Regions from separate parts of the Mus musculus genome. Here region 2 is linked to region 1. Evidence: chromatin contacts called from public promoter capture Hi-C data. All regions are on one chromosome and are shown on one strand. Each heading gives the region's core, a stretch centred on a gene start, on an enhancer-like site or on the middle of the called end of the contact. The rest is flanking DNA. Distances are from core to core; before and after follow the strand shown. Region 1 holds the start of Ppp1r3e (protein phosphatase 1, regulatory subunit 3E). Region 2 overlaps Zfhx2 (zinc finger homeobox 2).

Region 1 (7,179 bases), core at 942-3,441:
TATTTTCTCTTCTTTCTTCTTTTTATTTTCTTTCATTTATTTATTTATTTAGAGACAAGGTCTCTCTACATAGCTGTCCTTGAACTCATGTAGACCAGGGCTGGCCTTGAACTCACAGAGATCTACTTGCCTCTGCCTCTTGAGTGCTGGGATCAAAGGTATACACTTGGGGGCTGGAGAGATGGCTCAGAGGTTAAGAGCACTGACTGCTCTTCTGAAGGTCCTGAGTTCAATTCCCAGCAACCACATGGTGGCTTACAACCATTCATAATGAGATCTGACTCCCTCTTCTGGTGTATCTGAAGACAGTTACAGCGTACTTACATATAGTAAATAAATAAATCTTTAAAAAAAAGGTATACACTTGTACCACAATGCCTGGCTCCATACTATTCTATCTATCTATCTATCTATCTATCTATCTATCTATCTATCTATCTATCTATTTTGGATTTCTCAGTGTAGCCCCAGCTATCCTGGAATTCACTCTGTAAACCAGGCTGGTCTCAAGCAGAGACCCTGCTTGTTCCTGCTTCCCAAGTCCTGGGATTAAAGGAGTGAACCTCCATGCTCAGGTCACTTAATTTTTTTTAATTACGTGCTGTGTGTGTGTGTCCAAGCGGGAGCTATGTTCATGTGAGTGCAAGTGTCCCTGGAGGCTAGAAAATGGCACCAGATTCCCTGAAGCAGTGCATTCTCTTACCACTGAGCCAGCCTTCCAGCCCCATACTGTCCACTTCTATATTAGATGCTAACATTATCATTTAACAAAAATACCAGTGTCGCCATTATTATCGATTATATTTTAATGCTGTATAAAACTAAATGAATAGAAGAGTGAACTCTAGAATTTGGCTGCTGAGGTCCTAATCCTAGCTCCACAATTGGTAACTATCTGACACTCCCTGGGCAAGATCTTTTCCCTCTCAATTTTCTCCTCTGTAATATTTGGGTGTTTATTTGTTTGTTTTTGTTTTTTTGAGTTATTGTTGTTGTTGTTTTAGTTTAGGGGGGGGTGAGACAGGGTTTCTCTGTGTAGCCCTGGCTGTCCTGGAACTCACTTTGTAGACCAGGCTGGCCTCAAACTCAGAAATCTGCCTGCCTCCTGAGTGCTGGGATTAAAGGTGTGTGCCACCAAGCCCGGCCTTGTTGTTGTTGTTGTTTCTGTAATATTTGTAACAATTGTAAACACTATAATAATGCCTAGTGTTCTGTATTATAAAACCCCATAGAAAGCAGGAGCATGGCTCGGCAGTTAAGAGCACATAACACTCTTCTAGAGGCCCTAGTGTAATTTCAGCACTCACTTATACCAGCTCACACCTACCTGTAATGCCAGTCCCAGGCTATCTGATGTCCCCTTTTGGCCTCTGTGGGTACCTGCATTCCTGCATACATAACCCCCTAACACCATGCAGATAACTGAAAATGAAACAAATCTTTGTGAAAAAAAAATCAGAAGAGAAGTTATAAAATATTTGACATACCATTGTCACTAGTGTATTTTTCAAAAATAAAATGGAAAATAGCCTGTCCTGTGTCCTTCTTGGAAGAAGGGCAACTCTCAATAACTGGAAGACCTACCATGTATAAAAACGGTCATGAATCAGAAACAGTCTTCACGCTTGAAAAGACTTACAGATAAGAGATCAGAATTATTTTTGTTTGTTTTAATGATTGAGAAAAATCAAGGTCCAGAGAAGTTATTCCTTTCTCAAGGTCACACAGCTAATCAGCGGGGGACATAGGACTGGAAGCTAAGTGTTCTCATTACTTTTCTCAGTAGCCAGTGAGCCAATGCCACCGCGCATCCTTTTGAGTCTTCCACTAAAGACTCTTATCTAGGATTCACGCCCTTTCAGTCACTACACCCAGTGCCATCGGGCTTCAAACCTGTAGCCTGGCTTTAAGAAAACACTGAGCCCTAAGGAGAATTAAACCCTCAGCATTTTTAATTTTCCCGTGCCAAAAGAAAAAAAAGAAAAAGGAAAGGTTACTCTTTTCTTCCTGCTTTAACCCTTCTTATATAGGAGTAACTCATCTGGGACCCCAGATGGAAGCAGTCACGCCCCCTGGTGCAGCAGTGAAGATGGATACCAGCCACCTGTCAGAGGGCTGTGGGCGGGGGCCGGGTCAGCGAGGCCCGCAGAACTGAAGGGTGAGCGGCGCCGCTGAGCGCACGCTCAGAGCAGAGAGCTGGAAGCGAGCAGGACGGATAGTCTGACACCGGGGCTGGCCGCCAAAGGAAGGGAAAGATGGTCAAGGAAACCGAGCAGGCAGGGTACGCGGGCTGACAGCAAGGAGAGTCCGCAGCCAGCTGCTGCTGAGCAGCCCTACCTACACCTTATGCTCGGGCATAGAGCCGGCAGCAGAGCGAGGACGCGCCGGGCACTGTGCGCTAGCCCCGCTGGGGCTCAGGGGTGACATGTCCCACGAGCGGCCACCGCGCACGGATATACCCCGCAACCTGAGCTTTATAGCGGCATTGACCGAGCGGGCGTACTACCGCAGCCAGCGGCCCAGCCTCGAGGAGGAGTCGGAGGAGGAGCCCGGGGAGGGCGGGACCCGGCCAGGCGCCCGCTCGCGGGCTCACGTTCCGGGTCGGGGGCGCAGGGCCCGCTCTGCGCCCGCGGGTGGTGGCGGGGCGCGGACAGCCCGCAGCCGCAGCCCTGACACTCGCAAGAGAGTGCGTTTCGCCGACGCGCTGGGGCTGGAGCTGGCCGTGGTCCGGCGCTTCCGCCCTGGGGAACCGCCCCGGGTGCCCCGCCACGTGCAGGTGCAACTGCAGAGGGACGCCCTGCGCCACTTCGCGCCGTGCCCGCCGCGAGCCCGCGGCCTCCAGGTAGGCGTCCCGTCGTGCCCCGGCCCCGGGCCTCAGCCTTCCCTCTCGGGAGTCCCCGCCCTGACCTGCCTCCCCGCCCTCTCTCCTCAGGAGGCGCGCGTCGCCCTGGAGCCAGCCCTGGAGCCCGGCTTCGCCGCCCGGCTGCAGGCGCAGCGCATCTGCCTGGAGCGCGCAGACGCGGGCCCTCTGGGCGTGGCCGGGAGCGCGCGCGTGCTGGACCTGGCCTACGAGAAGCGCGTGAGCGTGCGCTGGAGCGCGGACGGCTGGCGCAGCCTGCGGGAATCGCCCGCCTCCTACGCGGGTCCAGCTCCGTCCCCGCCGCGGGCTGACCGCTTCGCCTTCCGCCTGCCCGCACCTCCGGTCGGCGGAACGCTGCTCTTCGCCCTTCGCTACCGGGTTACCGGCCGAGAGTTCTGGGATAACAACGGCGGCCGAGACTACGCGCTCCTTGGGCCCGAGCATCCTGCCGGTGCCGGAGCCGCGGAGCCCCAGGGCTGGATCCATTTTATTTGAGACAAGGCTCCTACAGGCCACAGCAGGGAAAAAAAACGGAGGCATCCAGGCGTAGGGGGAGAGGCTGTGGCGCCAGGAACCAGGGAGTCACAATTGGCAGATGGGTGGAGAGCGGTCTCAGAGTCAAGCGGAGGTGGCTGGAAACCGCCTGCGAAACTCAGAGAGATTTGGGTGGAAAACAGCAGGTGTGCGTAAGTGGAAGGAACTCGAAGAATGCGAGATAGAAGGCCCTGGAAGGTCAAGAAGCCTCCTTGGGCTGGGAACCTTTATGGACTGAGGAGCCTTGATGTATAAAGTCCAGCCCAGTGAAGTCATTCGGATTGCTTCTTACTGGCCTTACCACCCCACGTCCCTCTGTCCTGCCCATCCTAGCTTCATCTGAGCCGAAATTGCCTTGCTTAACTCCAGGAATTTGACCATTGCCTTCTGGCAGTATGACAGGATGTCCTCGTCTCTCAGCAGTTCGTGGCTTCAGTCTTCAAGGACAGGGGTTGCCGGGGGCTATGACAGTTTGTTCTTTTTGAGTTCCTTCAGCCACCAGGCAAGCACTAGGAATAAGGACGGTGGCAAAAGTAACTCCCACCCTGCCCTTGTAGCCAAATAGTGAGACATCTAAGGGGTTCACATAGGCTTCCAGAAAAATGAATGCCAGCCTTACTTTTCCGGGCGTCTTCTTAAAACCTCTAAGCACTTTATGTCAAGGGACGGTGAATCATGAAAATCCCTACTGATTTTTTCTTCGTGCCTCTTAAAAAGAGGAAACCACTGAGTATCTGTATGGTTGAGCATATTTCTTTGTGTCTTTGGGCTCCGTTTTCCTCTGTGAGAAGAAAGTGGAGTTAAGTGGTTCCCTAAGGCCCTCTCCTCCTCTTCCACCTCCTCTTCTCTCCTCCTCCTCTCTCTCTTAAGGCTACTTTTCCCTTATTTTCTTTTCTAGATTTATTTATGTTATGTGTGATTACACTGTCACTGTCTTTTGACACACCAGGGTGTCAGATCCCATTACAGATGGCTGTGAGCCACCATGTGGTTGCTGGGAATTGAACTCAGGACCTTTGGAAGAGCAGTCAGTGCTCTTAACCACTGAGCCATCTCTTCACACACCCCCCCCCTTTTTTTCTTTTTTAAAAGACTTATTTATTATTATATATAAGTACACTGTAGCTGACTTCAGACACACCAGAAGAGGGTGTTAGATCTCATTTCAGGTGGTTGCTGGGATTTGAACTTAGGACCTTTGGAAGAGCAGTCAGTGCTCTTACCCACTGAGCCATCTCACCAGCCATCTCATTTTTTTTTTTTCTTAAGGCTGCCTTTCTTTCAGCTACCTTTTCTTAGGACCAACTGATCTTCCTTCCTTCTTCCCTCCCTCCTCTCTCTCTCTGTCTCTCTCTCTCCCTCTCTCCCTCCCTCCCTTCCTTCCTTCCTTCCTTTTGGCTACTTTTCTTCTTTTCTTTGTTTCTTTCTTAAGGCTACCTCTCTCTTCTCCCCTCCCCTCCCCTCCCCTCCCCTCCCCTCCCCTCCCCTCCCCTCCCCTCCTCTCCTCTCCTCTCCAACATGTTCTCTAGCCCAGGCTGGCCTCCAATGTACAGCCCTCCTGCCTTAGCCTCTGCTGTGCTGGGGGTTATTGGTCTGACCCACTATGACCTTTCTGGCATTTTATGGTCTGTTTATGGCACAGTATAGATTAGAAAGACATCTTTCAGCAAGCCAGGTGTCTCGTGGCACATACAGGAATGCTGTTTTGAGTTTGAGGCCAGCCAGGGCTAGGGCTACATTTGACTCTCAGAAAATTGAAAGAAGAAGAAGGAGAAGAAGAAACAAGACTTACCCAGTGCCCTGAGCCTGTGGCTGCAGATGAGCATAGTTCAGATGACCCAGGACCCAGGCAGCAGCCAGCAGAGAACCCCAGTGGATCTGTAGCTCCTAAGCCATAGCTCACCCTGTGCCCTTTGGATTTCGCTCTTTCCTCCACAGACTTCCAGTCTGGGCTCCCAGAGGAAAATGGGGAAGAGTCCAGCTGTTAGGAAAAGTGTTGGCGTGGGATCCCTAGAAGGAGACAGTGTTGAAACTCTGGAGGATAAAGGATTATGGGTATGAGAGATAGAAAACAAGAACGAAATGGCACCAGAAGGTGGCATTTTGAGCCATACCCCAAGCCAGTGAAATGGAAAACAGGGAATCTTCTGTGATAGCCACCCTCAGGCCATGCCCTTCCTGAGGGGGAGTCAGGCCTGCTGCTTGTTTGCCTTGCCTTGCTCCCCCCCCCCACCACTTGTTTCTTTGACCATGTAGGACGCTTATCTTTAGTTCCTCTCTTCACCCATGTTGGTCTCCCTTTCCCTTGAGGTGGATGGGAGCGGTAGCTTCTTTCCTCTAAGGCCATTGTTGATCCACCTTCCTCAGGCACCTCTCTAAAGGGGAAAGAATTCCTAATGTCACAGTTGAACAAGGACCTCCCAGGTAACTAACTGGCTTCCCACACCCCTTTCCATTGCCAGCATCTTGAATGGTTTCTCACTTCCCCTCTTCTCTGCCAGGTACCTATACGTACACTCAGAATTCAGTTTGGGGCTCGTTCTTTGGCCCCTCTGGTCATGCCTCAGATAAATGCCTATTTACGCATCATCTTCCCTTGAGAAGAAGATGGTTGGATGCATCTGTGGACCACCTTCAGGTTCAGCAAAGTAAAAGGAAGAACTCTCTTGGAAACTCCCAAACAATGCACTCTCTAGTCTTCAACAAGGAGCCCAGGGAGACGGGGTTGAGGGTCAGGTGTTACAACATCATCCTTAATGTGTGTGCATTATTGTTGCGTCATATTAACAATAGTAACAGCTCCCATTTAACTTTTGTGTGCTAAATGTTTTACATGCATGTTTAAAGCGGCACTGGGACTTGAGCACTGTTATTCCTGTTTTAGAAATAAGTCTAAGCTCAGTAATTTGTTCAGGACTGTAGGATTGTGATCCCAGGAAGTCCCACGAGTCTGTGTGTAACCGTGGTGGTATGTATTTTTTTTTCTTTAAAAACAAAATTAAAAACTTTGCTACATATCTACCATTTACCATAGGGAAAGACCATTGTTCCTCATTATGCTGTGCCTTCCTGTCCTCCAAAGGCCCCAGACTTTCCCCTGCTGTCTCCTGTGCCAGCATTCCAGCTCTGCAGGGTCAGCAAGCAGCATCCCACCTGCGTGCTAGAGAACTTGGAACCTACTGAAATGTCAGGCTCCATATAGGGGGGCTTCTGTCCTGGCTCTGGCCAACCCACCATACCATTGGGTGCACCTCCTTCCCTCCCTCCACATCCGTTACCCTTGCCCAGGTAAATTATTTGATGTTTCCTCAAGAATGGTTCCAAACTTAGGGTAACTGCTAGGTGTCTTTGCTGGGCTTTCTTCCTGGGACCTCCTGGTAGTATTGAGTGGGTGAGTATGAGCTTGGGCCAGGTCATAGGGCAAAGGTCATCATGAGCTCTCTGTAAGAGTACCATGGCTCATTCACACCCCTGTCTTCAGCTATATAGAACAGGAGTCTTAAAGTTTGTTTGTTTGTTTGTTTGTTTGAAGTTTTTGCTCATTGTTTGTTTTATTTTGTTTTTTGTCTTTTTTTCCAGACAGAGTTTCTCTGTGTAGCCCTGGCTCTCCTGGAACTCACTCTATGGCTTACATATAACCAATAAATAAATCTTAAAAAAAAAAAAGATTTACTTATGTGAGTACACTGTAGCTGTCTTCAGACACACATCAGAAGAGTGCGTCAGATCCCATTACAGATGGCTGTGAGCCACCACGTGGTTGCTGGGAATTGAACTCAGGACCT
Region 2 (7,766 bases), core at 957-3,456, 200 kb before region 1:
AGTGCTCCTACAAAAGAAAGGTTCTGAGCTGCCTTCACGCAACCATCCAAGCCTGAGGCTCGTGGAACACAGGCTGCTCTAAGCTCTAAGTCTCACAGGGGTTCAAGCCCAGCAGTTGCTGTTCTTCCAGAGTTCAGTTCCTGGTACCTGCATTGGGCAGCTTACAACTGCCTAGATCTCCCACTCCCGGGGGGGAGTCTGATGTCCCCTTTTCTGGCTCCCTCGAGCAACCTCACACACATATATATAATAAGTAGTTTTTTAAAATGGTTAAACACTCCTATTTAACCAAAGCAGTCTTATGCTACCACCCTCGGACATCTAATGTCTAGTCATCAAACAAAATGCCTGGGCAGGATGCTCTGGTCTCATCATGTAGCCCTGATAAGTCTAAAACTCTGAAGACCAGGTTTGTCCTTGAACTCAGTGATGGACACCCACCTCTGCTAGCAGTGAACATGCCTAGAAACCCATACGCATATTAGTGTGTGTGGCTTCACCCAGCTCCTTACCACCCACCTCCATCTTTCTCTGAGTCTTCCCTTTTTCTCCTCACAACCTACCGGGTCCCCTCAAGTCCACCTTAAGCATCTTGCAAGGAATAAAATAGCCTCCTGGTAGTCTTCCTCTCTCTAGGGACGTCGAACCACCCAGCCTGCAAGACTGTAGTATTTACATATGCAAATCACGATCCATTGCCGGCTCCTCCTCACTCCTGGGCCCCTTCTTTCCCAGCCTTAACTGTCTCTCTCTTTGTCCTCTGTGGCATTTCTTCTGCTTGCTTATTTCACTTTCCTCAGTGCTCACAAAATTAATCTTACACAAAGTAAGCACTTCCTAAATATTCATGAGGATGGAGAGAGGTCAGTAGGAGAGGTAGAATCAAAATGGACTCTGGGATAGTGCATTGCAATTTTCCTTTTAAACTCAAGGTAAGATTGTGTGTGTGTGTGTGTGTGTGTGAGAGAGAGAGAGAGAGAGAGAGAATTATTATTATTACTATTATTATTATTTTAAATGTAAGGGAATCTGGGCCTAATGGCACCGGCCTGTCATCTTCGACACTTGGAAGGCTAAAGTGGGTGTAGCACAGGTGTTTTGGTTTGCTTGGGCTCCAGAGTTCAAGGCCATCCTAAGCAGCTTCGTCAGATCCCATCTCAAAGCACTAGAGGGACCAGAAAGTAGTATGGTTCGGTCCATAAAGGCACAGGACCTGTGCCCAAGCCTGTTGACCCACAATGAGTGCCTGTGTGCTGCATACACACACAGAGTAAATAAAAATTATTTTTAGAAGATCGATATTTTCTTAAAAAAAAAAATAAGATCAAAGGACTGTTTGGATATGGTAGCACACACCTTTAATTCCAGTACTAGGGCTGCAGAGGCAGGAGGATCACTTTGAGTTCAAAGACAAACCTGGTCTTCAGAGAGAGTTCTAGACTTACCAGGGCTACATTATGAGACCGAGTCTCAAAGGGGAAAAGGGGGGCGGGGGAAATGGCTCAGCCATTGAGATCACTTTTTTTTTTTTTTTTTTTTGGTTTTTCGAGACAGGGTTTCTCTGTGTAGCCTTGGCTGTCCTGGAACTCACTTTGTAGACCAGGTTGGCCTCGAACTCAGACATCCACCTGCCTCTGCCTCCCAAGTGCTGGGATTGCCCGGCCCGTTGAGATCACTTACTGCTCTTGTGAGGTCCCAGTTCCCAGCACCCATGTCTAGTGATTCACAACTGCCTGTGACTCCAGATCCAAAGGGAATGTAAATGCTGCAGGGGGAGGCCATACCAGTTTGGGCTCAGTATTAGCTGCTTCCCTAGCCTGCGTGTGAGCCGGGGAAACATCCTCCTTTTGCTCTGAGGTGATGAGTGTCTCCAGACCCAGCAGCCAAGAGCTGAGTGAGGAGCTCAGAGGTAAAGCCTCGTCCAGCATATGCAAGACCCCCGGTTCAATCGCCAGCAGCAGAACAATAAACCAAGGCCAAGTAAGTAAGGCTTGAGTTCTGCCAACCTCCTAGGGAATCTCGACCTATCAGCTGAGGCAGGAGGATCATGGGTAATCTACTGCCAGCCTGGGCTTTAGAGGAGGGGCAAAGAGGGATAATCGCCAAGCAAAGCAGTAAATGGTGGGAGGACTAGGTGTGAACCTGGCCCCATTGAGAGGCGGAGCAGGAGGAATGCCAGCCTCCTTCCAAACACTGTGCTCTGCCCCGAGGGAGGGGATGGCCAAGCAGGGGGTAGAGCATGGCCCTCACTGACACCCAGGCCATGCACTCTGTATATTGATTGCCCTTATGGCCCTCACCCCATTACTCCCAGGTTTCCACGTGAGGAAGTAGTCTGGATAAGCAAGGTTGAGTGCTGGTGAGGGCCCGGGCCAGCATGACTTTGGTCTCTTACACTTGAAGATGTAAAGCTCAGGGCTGGTAGAGTCTTGGTGCCCAAGCTGTTGCCACAAAATCTTTTGCCCTTCACTGGGCCTGAGGAAATGGAGGGGGGCAGGTTTTGTTTATTCGGTTTGCAGAGCTGGGGCTTGGTGGTGTTCCCTCTGTGACCAGCAGGGGGCAGTGGTGCTTCTCCTAATCTGATCCAGGTGGGGCTTGGAGGGAAACACCCTGGGCCACCGTGGCTTCAAATTCTGTGGCGCCTCTAACTCCATTTCCATGCTCTGCCCTTGCCCCCTGGCTCCAGGACTTCTCTAGTTGTCTGTCAGTTTCCCATCCTACAGGGTCTCAAAGACTACCTTAAAGATCTTCCACTTGTATGCTGAACCTCAAATTCAAGCCTTTCAGTTTCTGCCTCCTGATATATGTGTGTGTGTGTGTGTGTGTGTACATATATGCCTTACTCTTCAGGTCAGTAATTATGACTGCCTTCTGTTTGCGGGACAGCAGTTCCTGTCGAGCCTTGAAAGCACTCCCAGGCTTCCCTCTCTTGAGTAACAGGCAGACAGGAAAACCTGGCGGAAGGGGGAAGGAGACAGTTCCCAGAACGAAAAGCCTGTTTCTCCACAGCCTTGCCTTATCCCTTCCTCTCCACCTCACCCTAGTGAGGAGCTGGGACGGGAGGGAAGAATGGAAGGCCACGAGGGAGCTCCCAGGACTGAGGGCCGCTTTAGAGCTGTCGATCCATCCATCTTTCGGGGCGACTGCACCCTCAGAACTCTCCGCCCTCCCTAGGCTCCAGGGCTCCCTCCTTCCATTCCCCGTGGTGGCAGCAGCCTTGTAATTTAAAGCTCTCCCTGTCGCCTCTAATGCGATCCTCCGGTTTTATTGACTCGCTCTGCGGTCTGTGGCGCCCCTTCACATCAATCTCCGCTCTAATCACACGGCTGCCACTGCCTGCTCTGCGGAGGCCCAGCCCTTTCCTCTACTGTCCCCCACCTCCAGAACACCAGCCGCCTTCGCTCCAATTCCTTCTGAGCTGTAATGTCATGGTCTGTGGCGGCTGCCTTCTGCCTCTACCCTCCTGTGAGACCAGGCCCACGGGAGAGCTGCTCTTAAGAAATGCTGGGAACCACAGGAAGAAATGGCTGTGGGACAGGGGTGACTGAGAATCTTGGCTAGGGATAGCAGGTAGATGAGCCCCGATTTTTTAGAGGCTTTCGTGCCATCAACAGTTCAAGGCAAGAAGGGCAAAACAAAAAGGGGGCTTAGAGCTTCAGAGGGGGAAGTCAGAAGCGGGAGGCAGAAGGATTAAAAGTGGGGAACACCCTGGCCACAAAAGTCTAATCGCTAGTGCGCGGTGGGAGAAACTTCGGAGAAAGGGACGAGGGAAATAGGTAGGGGAGAGATAAATTTGCAATGGAAATTCTCTCCTGAAGAGGAGGGATAGGCTGGGAGGTAGGGAAGAGATTTGCAATTTTAAATAAGCCACCAGCTGACCTACCCGGCTGTGTTACGGGTCTCACCCACAAGCTGGCCAAAAGCTGAGCCCCTTTGGTTTCTACTTAGCAACCCAGCAGTCCTTTTCTAGTAGGAGAATTAAGCTTTAGAGAGAGCGGGAATCTGGGAGTTACTCCAGGGTCGGGTCCTATTCAGGCTGCCTCTGAGCTGTGATGTAGCACTGTGAGTGGAGAGCCAAGAGGGAGCTGAATGCTTGTAAGCGGGGCTCGTCTGCTGCCCCGGCAGGTGAGTTAAAGGGCCCACCATGTCAACCCTCAGCTCTCCCTATCTAGTGGGGCCCAGCCTGTGGAAATGACTGAACCCTCACAAACCAACAAACTTAGCATCCTCTGTCCCACCAAGGATCCTCAGAAGGAATGCCTTTCTCCATCAATGCTAGGGCTCCACCCCCAGCCCCACCCAGATTCGTCATTTTCCTTTGATTTCCAGGTACTTATTTGCATCTCATTAGCATGCTAGTTCTGCCCCTCAAGGTTCTTGAAGGTTCTGACTCAGGCCAAGCTGGATTCCCAGGGGCAGGAGGGAAGAGGGAAGTGGGAAAGCAACCAGGCTCCTGGACCAAGGACCCATATCAAATCTGGGACTCTGGAGATGAGGGTTAAGGACGGCCCAAGGAGTAAGAGGCCACCCCCTCGCCCTTTCTCTGAACCAGTGTGGCCTGAATGTTAGACAGTTTATCATTAGAGATTGTTGTTGATTCAGAGAGAAAGAGGAGTTAGATGGATTCATGGGGAACTGATAATTTTGAAGAAGGCCTGACAGCTCCTCCCACACACAAACCAACCTCCCTCCCCGCTCCTAACCCCCTCTAACTCTACAGGGTCTCATGTATCCTAGGCTAGTCTTGAACTTGCTGTGTAGGCAGGACTTCTGATCCTCCTGCCTCTACTGCCCGAGTACTGGAATTACAAGCATGAACCTACCCCCAGCCCCCAACTGATGCAGAGCTGGGAACTGAGCCCAGGACTGCTTGCATGCTAAGCAGCCCTACTGTGTGCTAAGCTGTTCCCCCATTTTGGAGCCCAGTTACTATCAGTAACCTTTGAGAATGCTGTGCAATGCAGTGAGACCCTGATAAGTCCTTTAGCTGGTGCCAAGACCACGCTATAAATACTTGAACAGCTGCTAGTACCATTATTACTAGGACTTGTTACTAATATTTGTATCTTCAATTTGGAGAGTAGAGAGGGCTACAAAGGAGCGAGCTACTGTCTTCCAACTAGCCAAAGAACTTCCTTAAACTTGGCACGTCCCTACTAGTCTGGATCTGGAATACAGTGGAGAAAGGTTCGTGCCAAGAAAAGCAAAAAGACTTTGCGGAGGGGCTGGACCTGGGGATCTTCCCCAGGACTCATTCATTAGCATGACAGCACATACCTTGGAGAGTAGAGGCAGGAGGATTCAGGGTTACTCTCAACTAGCTGAACTTAAGGCTATAGCCTGGGTTATGTGTGAACTGGAATGTCTGTGTAATCGTAGAGAGCTAAGAAAACAGACAGGCTCTCTTAGAAGAATTAGCCAGAAAAAAAATCTTTCACTAGCCAGTGAGAAGTCTGAGCAGGTGGTCTGGGGGGTGACGGGAATGTCAGGGATTCCCCAGCAGGCTGAACACTTGGGCAAGGACCAAGGGATGAAGTTGGCTTGTGTGAGAGACAGGAAGGACCAAGAAAAAGAGCGAAAGGGTGTTGTGGGCAGAAAGACAGAGGCGGGAAGGCTGGCTAGCTGCCAGTGGGTTAAAACTGGGAGAAAAAAGCAGACGTTCTGGGAGCTACAGGCCTTTGCAGATCAGGGAAAGGAGTCTCGATTTTATTGCATGTGATGAGAAAGCACTACTGGGCTTTTAAGTAGACTGTAATATGGGCTGCATGTTTAGAGACAATTATGAGGGTTAACAAGATGGCACAGTGATAAGGTGCTTGCTGCCAAGCCATGACAACCTAAGCTCCATCCCCGGGACCCACATGGTAAAAGGAGAGAACTGACCCCCACAAGTTGTTCTCTGGTCTCCACGTGTGTGCCATGGCATACACATATATATACACACAAGTAATTTTTTAAGACAGCCATGAGGGAGAGGTAAGGCCATAGCTAGGAGACACAAAGCCCTGGGTTCAATCCCCAGAACTCCCTAAACAGCAGATGTGGAGGTAAGAGCATCCGAAGTTCAGAGTTAGGCTGGGTTACTCGAGAGCCCGTCTTAAAAAAGAAAGGAAAATTGTAACCTAAAATTTATATTTAATTCTAACCTAAAATTAAAACACCGCGGGGAGTAAAGCAGTTTTGGTGAGGGCACAAACGAAGACGAGACCGCCCATGCGCTGATTGCCACTGACAGCGGGCAGCAGACAGAGGTTCTCCCTACACATGTTGGGCATTTTCTGTAGTTGAACATGAAGGGGTTGTTTTGGCTGTCAGCTTGGAGAGGGCAGAGGTGGGAAGGAAAAGAGTATCCCATCTGGTGCATCAGCTCAAAAAGATACCAGTGGGTCCGACCAGGGTGCTGCTGGTGAGGAAGATGTGAGTGTAGGGTCTGATGCATCCTGGAACTGGTTATGGAATGGAAGCTACAGGGCATAGCATAGACATATAAGCCGAGGGTTGAGTGGTACCACATTTGAGATTGCAAGATGGAGAAGAGCTGGTTTGGAAAGCGATCGTGAACTCTGGTTTTAGACACACTAAGTAGAGCTTCAAGTTGGCATGGGGGCACCTGAGTCTGAGCATAGTAGGGCTAAAGAGTCCAGACATTCAGCCTTGCTGGGGACCCCGAGATCTTACGGCACTGCTCTCCCCATGCCTCCATGCAGGGTACTGGCTGTCACGCTGAAATGAACCCTCAGCAGTCCTCCGTCTACCATGGCTACCCTTAACTCAGCCTCTCCCTCCGGAACCGTTCCTTCCCCTGGGCACAATGTTCGGTCACCACCTCCAGAGACCTCCTCCTCCAGCACCTCTGATCCTGTCACCAAAGATCCCCCTGATGCCCCCTCCACCTCTGAGAGCATAAGGTCCTCAGAGCCGGGGGGAGAGCGTCTGGAGTCAGGCAGTGACCTTGACCCACCAAAGGAGATTGGAGAGCCCCAAGAAGAGCCTGGCTGTGGCCACATCCCACCAAAGGACCTTGGGGTGGCAAAGGAGGAGGAAGAGATCCTTCCTTTGGACCTCAGCAGCCACTTATTCTTCGCAGCTGGAGGCCAGGCCTACCTACTGGCCAACCTGCCCCTGCCTAGGGGCAGTGAACTCTCGTTACCAAAGGGCTTCCCCTGGGATGAGGCAAGCGCCAAGGAAGAGCCCAGCCTGCCCCTCCTCACCCACTTCCCCTCCTCACACCTTACCACCCTTCACATCCAACATGGCTTCGACCCAATCCAAGGCTTTAGCTCTTCTGACCAAATGTTGTCCCACGATACCTCAGCGCCGTCTCTGGCTGCCTGTGAGAGAAGGGATGGATCCTTCTGGAGCTACCAGCTGGTTCCAAACCCAACCGAAGATCCCAAAGATGGCCCCCTGGGGAGCCGACGGGAAGACCACAGGGCGATGTTTTGGATCTGCCTTCTCTGCCGCCTGGGTTTCGGCAGGCTCCAGACCTTCATAGGTCACACACTTTCTCATGGAGTGAAGCTGAGCCCTGCCCACCACCAGGGCCTGCTGGGCAGCCCAGCCGTACTTCAGGAGGGTCATGATGGCGGCATGGCCCTCCTAAGCTTTCTGGAACCAAAATTTCTTACCCGTCCTTCTCCCGAAGTACCGGACACCAGCACAGTGACTGTGAAGACAAATGGAGCCCAGGCTGAGGACGGCCCCCCAGAGGCAGATGGTCAAGCCCTTGTTCTCCCCGCTGAAGAGGTTATAGCCCTCAGCCCACC

What was found. Promoter capture Hi-C pulls out the DNA fragments that hold promoters and counts their contacts.
Region 2: a contact with region 1 is called in a promoter capture Hi-C map of embryonic stem cells, with 3 times the contacts expected there. The contact joins the enhancer-like site here to the promoter of Ppp1r3e in region 1. A contact is called at or near these places in 13 of 39 promoter capture datasets (the 3T3-L1 cell line, the C10 cell line, cranial neural crest and 7 more), 1 of 15 datasets of contacts at CTCF or cohesin (CD8 T cells), 4 of 484 Hi-C or Micro-C datasets (CD4 T cells, effector CD8 T cells, ganglionic eminence and 1 more), 12 of 115 datasets of contacts at active chromatin or transcription factors (acute myeloid leukemia, bone marrow-derived macrophages, craniofacial prominence and 8 more) and 3 of 9 other capture datasets (adipose tissue, liver and pancreatic islet).

What each region holds. Positions count from the first base shown.
Region 1 is chr14:54,872,550-54,879,728 of GRCm38.p6, reverse strand. It overlaps Ppp1r3e (protein phosphatase 1, regulatory subunit 3E), which reads left to right and starts at 2,191. Exons shown (of 2, transcript NM_001167908.1): 1 at 2,191-2,842; 2 at 2,933-4,132. The coding sequence starts at 2,426. The coding sequence ends at 3,355.
Region 2 is chr14:55,074,226-55,081,991 of GRCm38.p6, reverse strand. Zfhx2 (zinc finger homeobox 2) reads left to right here. Exons shown (of 10, transcript NM_001039198.1): 2 at 6,708-7,766. The coding sequence starts at 6,757. It also overlaps Zfhx2os. Among named protein-coding and RNA genes, the nearest start is that of Zfhx2, 14 kb to the left of the region's middle. Within about 2 kb of position 2,206, at least 98 of the 459 cell types and tissues checked have an H3K27ac peak or open chromatin away from gene starts, as enhancers often do. A contact at or near this core is called in adipose tissue, bone marrow-derived macrophages, craniofacial prominence and 9 more, where this site is marked.